Linked DNA regions of Rattus norvegicus: region 1 is linked to region 2. The links are chromatin contacts, called in public Hi-C maps. All regions are on one chromosome and are shown on one strand. Each heading gives the region's core, a stretch centred on a gene start, on an enhancer-like site or on the middle of the called end of the contact. The rest is flanking DNA. Distances are from core to core; before and after follow the strand shown.

Region 1 (3,835 bases), core at 232-2,731, 200 kb after region 2:
GAGAAGAGAGAGAAGAGAAGAGAAGAGAGAGAAGAGAAGAGAAGAGAGAGAAGAGAAGAGAAGAAAATGAGGAGGGGGCAAGGAGCCCCTTTTATAGTGAGTCAGGCATACTTGGCTGTTGCCAGGTAACTGTGGGGCAGAGCATACTTGGCCGTTGCCAGGTAACTGTGGGGGTGGAGCTTAGACAGAATACCAACATAGCTTAGTGGTTAAGAGCATTGGCTGCTCTTTCAGAGGACCCAGGTTCAATTCCCAGTATCCACTTGGCAGCTCATAACTGTCTCAGGGGATCTGATGCCCTCTTCTGACCTGTGTTAGTACCAAGTACACATATGGTGCACATGCATGCATGAATACATACATACATACATACATACATACATACATACATACAGGTAAAACACACACACACACACACACACACACACACACACACACACACACACATACGCACAGTGGGTTGCCTGGGATTATTAGTGCCACTGATGAGTCTGGTGGGAAGGGAAGAGAAGGGTAGGTCTCTTCCGGAAGAAGATCCCACACATTGCTTGCAGCTAGAGAGTGTGAGAACACAAATAGTATCTTCTGGGGCTCTGGCTCCCTCGCCGTTTTGAACTTCATTTTCCTAAATGCAAGGATGTATTAGGATATCTTCAGAATCTTTACTGTCGTCTCAGCAATTAAGAATAAGCCTATTAGAACGTGGTGACTGAGTCGTGAGAGGGATTAAAAGCTGCATTTGTGTTAAGCTGTGACATTCCCGGGGGTCAGGAAACACAAGGGCGAGAAAGAAGACACTGTGTGAGGATCTAAAAAACAAAGGGCTTGGTGTGGCTGGGACCTTTGGCCTGAGCAGGGAATCTTAAATTCTGTTACACTCATGGATTTATGTTTATTGTAAATCATGTTTGCTTATTATAAACAGCAATAACGATAACAGAAAAATAACAAACCCAGGAGGAGGCAGACCCTCATGCAGGACAACAGTGACTGCCTATTGCACTGCCCCAAGCCTCCCCATAGTAACTATTTTAAAATCGGGGTCAGCTTTTCCCATAGCATGTGTATGCGCGTGTGTGCATGTGTGTGTGTGTGCATGTGTGTGTGTATGTGTGTGTGCGTGTGAGTGTGTGTGTGAGTGTGTGTGTGAGTGTGTGCATATGAGTGTGTGCGTGTGTGTGTGAGTGTGCGTGTGTGAGTGTGCATGTGTGCGTGTGTGAGTGTGTGTGCGTGTGTGTGAGTGTGCATGTGTGTGTGTTGAATAGTCTCCAGAGACATGAACTTGGATGGCTCCGCAGTCCACAGAAAGCCTGTGGCATAATTTATGAGTCTGTTGCTGGGTCATTTCCAACTTTTCAATATTACAAATCGCACAATGATGAATGTCTTGGTGTGTAAATCTGAGGCACCGCCTGACAGGCTGCGCTCTGTTCCCAGCAGTGGGAGCGCTGAGCGAAGCCTGGCTGTCCTACCCTTTGGCACTAGGCCCCAGGCCCTGCCCAGCTCCGCCCCAGCTCTTGGCCACAGCCTCGGTATCCTGGACGATGACCTAACAGGGCAGAGGAGGGGACGCCTGGATCTGGGATGGCTGCCTAACTCTGCGCCTTGACCAAGTGCCTCTGCCTTTATTGACCTCAGTTTTCCCAGCTCATTGGGTTTGGATTTTAGTTAAGAAGTTTTGTGATTAAAAAGAGAATCCATGTAGAAGCTCATTATGTAAAATGACTGAAGGGCTGGAGGGGAGGCTCAGTGGGGCGCACTAGCCTCAGGCCTGTGAGGCCCTGAGGTTAATCCACAAGAAAAGAGAGGAAAGCAGATAGATAGACCACACATTTGAGGTTAGCCTGGGCTACATGGCAAGACCCTGTGTCAGAGCAAATAAACGACGATGACAAAAAAAAAAAAAAAAAATCTAGCAGAAACAAATAAAACCAAGTGAGCAGAGCCAGGGTCAGACCTCCGCCTGAGCAATCATCCAAACAAAATGATGGTCTTACGCTTCGCACTGGATGCTGGGGACAGCCTGAGCAATATGTTTAAATACATGGGTTGCAGTGCCGCAGGGCCTTGCTGACTTACCTCACTAAAGCTGACACCATCCACCGGCTGCTTTGTTTTTTATGACATCCGTCATTTATATTCTCCGCTGTCTGCTCCCATGCTGCCTGAGTTGCCCCAGGCTCTGTCTGTTCTACTCACGGGCCTGTCTGATTCAACCTTGACCAGTGAGCATCCCCCAACCCTAGCCCTTGTGGCTCTCAGGCCCTTTGCATCCTGTCTGGGACCTGTGGCCTCGGTCTACTCTAGAAAGTCCCTCCACTGTGGTCACTGTAGACAGCCGTCAGCTGACGCCGGTGCCGAGCTCCTAGGGTGTGTGAACAGCACACTCAGAACCTGGTCCTGATCTTCCGCTTGGTCCTTACAACCCAAACTGCCATTTTACAGAGGAGAAGACTGAGCTTGGGTGCTAGGCTGTGGTCCACAAATACTCCTGTATTCACCTAAAGCCTCCATGTGCTGGAAAGACCAAGATCCCTACCTGGTACGGGAAGTTGAAGTATTGTCTACTATTGACATGTGGCTTCCTGTGTGTCCCCGAATCTGGGACCCAGCAAGGTATCCACAAGCCCCCGGAGGGAGACCCCATAATGGAGAGGCAAGCCATGATTCTGACCCTCTGGGGGACCCATGCCATGTGCCTCTCTGTAACTCCAGGTCCTAGACTGAGCTGACTATCACAGTCATGGCTGATCCAGAACGGAGGTGACTGTCACTGGGAGCCTTGTGAATGAGGTCATCAAATCACTTCATCTGCTGCCATCCAAATCCGAGCAAGTGCCAGAGAGAGTAGGTGCTCATGAAGTTATCATGGGTTCTGCCCTTCAAACTGAAAAGGGATGAGTATGAAGAGGGTGAAAGGGAGTTCTGGTCCCCAGTCCTGGCTTTGCTACCCACCGATTGGTGCTATAGACATGACCCCTTTCCCTCGATGCTCAGTTTCTGTACCTGCGACATCGAGGTTTGGTCCCCCATGTGCTTGGAAGCTGTTATCTGTCAGTCTGTCTCCCTTCTCCTGCATTCGGAAGTTCAGAGTGTCTGTGGGCTATGACTGCCCCTGTGGTTTACCTTGCCTACCTGCTCGTGAAATCTTTGTGCCCAGGGACCATGTCTGAACCACCTGCCTCTTCTAGGGTGCAGCCTGCACACCTCAGCTGGCTTCTGACTGAAGTGGAGGTGAAGAGGCTGTGGTGGGGGCTGGCTGCCCAGCATTTCCATCTGCCCATCTGTCTATCGTGGTGGACTTCAGTTCTGGGAGGGGGGCTGTCAGGGATACTGTCTGTTGTGTGTGACCTCGATAGCATTTTCCTGTGTGAGTCAGGGTTTGTCTGGGCTATGGCAGACAGTGGCACCCCAGGCTTTTGTAATCAGCTTTGAGATCTGTCAGCTCAGACATCCTGGGCTTTGGGGGCTCAGGGGACTATTTACAGTTTATCTCTGCGTCTGCAGAGTCAGGTGCAAAGCAGAGGCAGTGATCAGTAAGTGGGCCTTTGCTGCCGACTTCCTTCCCTCCCACCCTATATAAAGCTTTGTTTAATCCAGTACTCGTGGTTACTAATAGCCACTAATGGTTACTAAGAGTAAAGCTGACCCACTGGCTTGCCCCACAGGGGCAGGAATAAACCACCCACAGTCCTCAACTTCTAGGGCAGTCTGATCAGTCAGCCTAGATTTCTAGTACAGAAATACAGTATTTGGGACATTATAACATCAACAACAACAAACTTGCAACAATGTAAAAAACAAAAAAAAAATGCTGATCATTGGCAGATTACTT
Region 2 (3,395 bases), core at 723-3,222:
GAATAGCCCAGGTAGTCAGTTATTTACAGACCTCTCTGCAACTGACCATAAGAAATTTAGGAATATTCTTGACCACTTACATTACTAGGTATTAAAGAGTCCTATACAGAAAATTTTAAAAAAGTACCTTTTTTTTTGAGACAGGGTTTCTCTGTGTAGCCTTGGCTGTCCTGGAACTTGCTCTGTATACCAGGCTGGCTTTGAACTCAAGAGATCCACCTGCCTCTGCCCCCTAGAGTACTGGGATTAAAGGTGTGAACCACCATGCCTAGCAAAAAAAAAAAAAAAGGAATGTTTTGCAAACCTCCCAGATTTCAGACTTAAAAACATTCCTGTCAGCTGCACTCCACCCACCAGAGTGGTGTGACTAGCTTCTCTCTCTCTCTCTCTCTCTCTTTTTTTTTTTTTTTTTTTTGGTTTTGAGCCTAGCCTCTAACAGCTGAGCCATCTCTGCAGCCTGTAACAAGTTTCTTAAGGCAGCAGCAAGAAGGAAAGACAGTGTGCAGTGTTCTGATAAGAGTCTGGAATATGGGAGTGGGCAAGATGGCTCATCAAGTAAGGAGTTTACCGCCAATCAGCTCAAACTTACTCCGGAGGTGGACGGAAAAAATCTGGAAAGTTGCCCTCTGACCTCCATTCAAGCACCTTGGCATAATTTTTTTTTTTAAATTTTAAAACATGGCATGTTTTTGGCTACTACACTCTCATCACTGACTAAACTCCGATGAACTGGTTTCTATTTAAATTTCTCCTTTGCAATTTACTATAAATGCATTTACCATGACTGCACTAGTTTGCTATAAGCCACCAAACCTATCACAAGGGAGCAAAATCCACTTGGATCCAACAAGGGTCAAACTTCTGTGATGTAAGAAACAGTGTAAATTCTAAATATTCCATGTAACTTTCGGCCCACAGGGATATGCAAAAGCCAGATATGACCTTAGTACAAAGGTCTTTGTCCAAAAACAGGGCAAAGGGTAACTGTAATTCTCAAAAGATGTGAATTCCCACTAGTCAGCAGGTCTGAGTCAGCATTCAAAAACAGGGTTAGGCAGGATTCAAGTGCTAGTTACAGCGTGACTTTACCACTGCAAATATAAAGCTACACCTGTGATGAAAATCCACTAGCTTGGCTCCCTTCTACCTGACAAGGGTGACTAGAGTCAATTCTTGTCAGAAGTGTCTTGTCGCCATAAGGAGAAACACTAACGGTGACTCTGATTTGTTTCTCATGTGCCCTGGACCTAAGTCTTCAAATACTTTCAAAGCAAAGACGCCAGAGGTCCATTTTGGTATGATCACTCCACATACAGTTCATTCTTCTGTTCAACAGACTACAGGTAAAAACAAAACAGAAGGTGGGCACTAGGACCAGCTGGGCAGACTGTAAGGGCCAAAACAAAGGTTAAGCTAAAAGTCGTAAACATGGCTGAGGTGCTGACACCCTCTACCTAAGCTAGATACAACAATCCGCACAGAATGGAACAATTGACGCCCGCCCACCCGCCCGGCTTAGACTGTTTACTGCGCGATGAAACATGGTGTCTCAAAACGAGCATTCTCCAGGCTTCCATCTGCCCACTCCCTGAGGTCCGAGAGGCCCTGGGCGGAATCGCCAGCACCACGAGGTACCACGGACCACCGCGATCCCGCGGGGCGCAGACAAAGGGAACCACGAGCCACGGCGATCCCCTGGGCCTGCAGATTCCGAGCTGTGGGCGCCTCCCTGCCGGAGCGCGCCGCAGCACCACAGGCCCCTGGGCCGGAACCCGGCCGCAGCCGCCGGGCCCAGACGTAATGCGAGCGCAGGACCTGGAACTCGCCAGCCCACGACCCTGCTCTAAGCCTCTCTTCTCTATGGCCAGAAGCTGGAGCACACGGGCCGCCGTTCCCTACCCGACACAGGACTCACCCATGGCCCCCGGCGCCCGCCCGCAGGACGGCCGGCGAGCGAGCCCGCGCCCGCGCAAGCGCAGACAGGTTCGACCCAAGCAGGGCCGGGGCGGGGCGTTGTCGGATCACGTGAACAGGGCACCGCCCTGCTCTGGGTGTGGGTATCGTTGTGGCTTCCCTGTACAGCGTCGGATCTGCTAGTGACTCTTGTCACACCTTTTGCCATGCTCTAAGGGTGCCGCTGGTCCCCCCCACCCCGTCCTTAAGCTGAGGTTATACGGTGGCTTTATTGTACCATAAAACAGCAAACGCGTCCTCTAGCTTGTAGTGAGATCTAAGGCTATAGATGGCGCGTGCGTGAAGGCGCGAAAGCTTCTGATTAGGTGTTCTCAAAGCTTGGTGGAGAGCTCTTTGTCACCGCACTTCACAGGACACCTGTGTGCACATGCGGTCATACAGCTAGCCTCTTTTTCCTTAGATGCTCACACAGTTTGGGGGGTCTTGGAAGAAGCACTAGGCCAGGTCACAATTATAGCCGTGTCATCCCTTGAGTGACTTTTGGCAAGTTATTCCTCTTTTCCGTGCATGGGTTCCCCGGTGTTGTGACATTCGAACAATGGTTCTGATTTGCAGAACCACAGGCGACACATGTCAGTGGACAGAAGGGACAAGGTGAGCAGGCTCTTCAGCAGACTCCCGGATGTGCACGAAGTGTATGCTATTTAGAACTGGGATTAACCTAACATCCCATACCTTCTCTAGGTGGGTGACCCAGCCTGCTCAGTGTTTACAGGCTTCTAACCGTGTCGGAAACCACGCTTCCCCTCCTAGGTCAGCAAACAGGAGAGTCAATCTTGGTGTTGCAAAGCATCCTTAAAGGAAGTTTATCTAGAGATTCATTTAATCAAGTTCCTAAGAGGAAAAAATTTACAAAACATTCATTTTTAAAAGAAAATAGGGGTTGGGGATTTAGCTCAGTGGTAGAGTGCTTGCCTAGGAAGCGCAAGGCCCTGGGTTCGGTCCCCAGCTCCGAAAAAAAGAACCAAAAAAAAAAAAAAGATTTACTCTACTGTTAGCGCATGTGTATAAGTACCCAGAGAGACCAGAAATAGGGCTTCAGGCTCCTTGATCCTCGAATTACTAAAGGCTGTGAACCATCCCATGTGGGTGTCAGACTCAAGTCCTCTACAAGAGCAGTATATGTTCTTAACAACCGAGTGACCAAGCAGCCTCTCCAGCACCCAACCCTCAATTTTTAAAATAGGTTCATGATTTTGTGTTGGGCCACAATGATAGTGTCCTCTGCCACACACACAGTCGTGGCCCCTTGAGGAGGTACCTCCGAGGGAGTTCAGAGTCTGATGGACTCAAGCCTACAAATGTGGGAGTAGGAGAGGCTTTCCCCCTTAGGAAGGAACCAGGGGCAGATTCATAGGTAAGAGGTGTTTGAACTGGACCTCAGGATGAGCGGATGGAATTTGGGCCAGTAACGGAAGTCA

Evidence for each region. A called contact is a pair of places that touch in the nucleus more often than the background predicts.
Region 1: a Hi-C map of kidney shows a contact between it and region 2, with 5 times the contacts expected there. The contact joins the enhancer-like site here to the promoter of Slc25a51 in region 2. A contact is called at or near these places in 11 of 12 Hi-C or Micro-C datasets (the Rat2 cell line, Schwann cells, frontal cortex and 6 more).

What each region holds. Positions count from the first base shown.
Region 1 is chr5:64,659,865-64,663,699 of GRCr8, forward strand. No RefSeq gene overlaps it. Among named protein-coding and RNA genes, the nearest start is that of Shb, 81 kb to the left of the region's middle. Within about 2 kb of position 1,482, at least 35 of the 93 cell types and tissues checked have an H3K27ac peak or open chromatin away from gene starts, as enhancers often do. A contact at or near this core is called in Schwann cells, hepatocytes, kidney and 2 more, where this site is marked.
Region 2 is chr5:64,457,032-64,460,426 of GRCr8, forward strand. Slc25a51 (solute carrier family 25, member 51) reads right to left here and starts at 1,973. Exons shown (of 3, transcript NM_001024785.3): 1 at 1,916-1,973.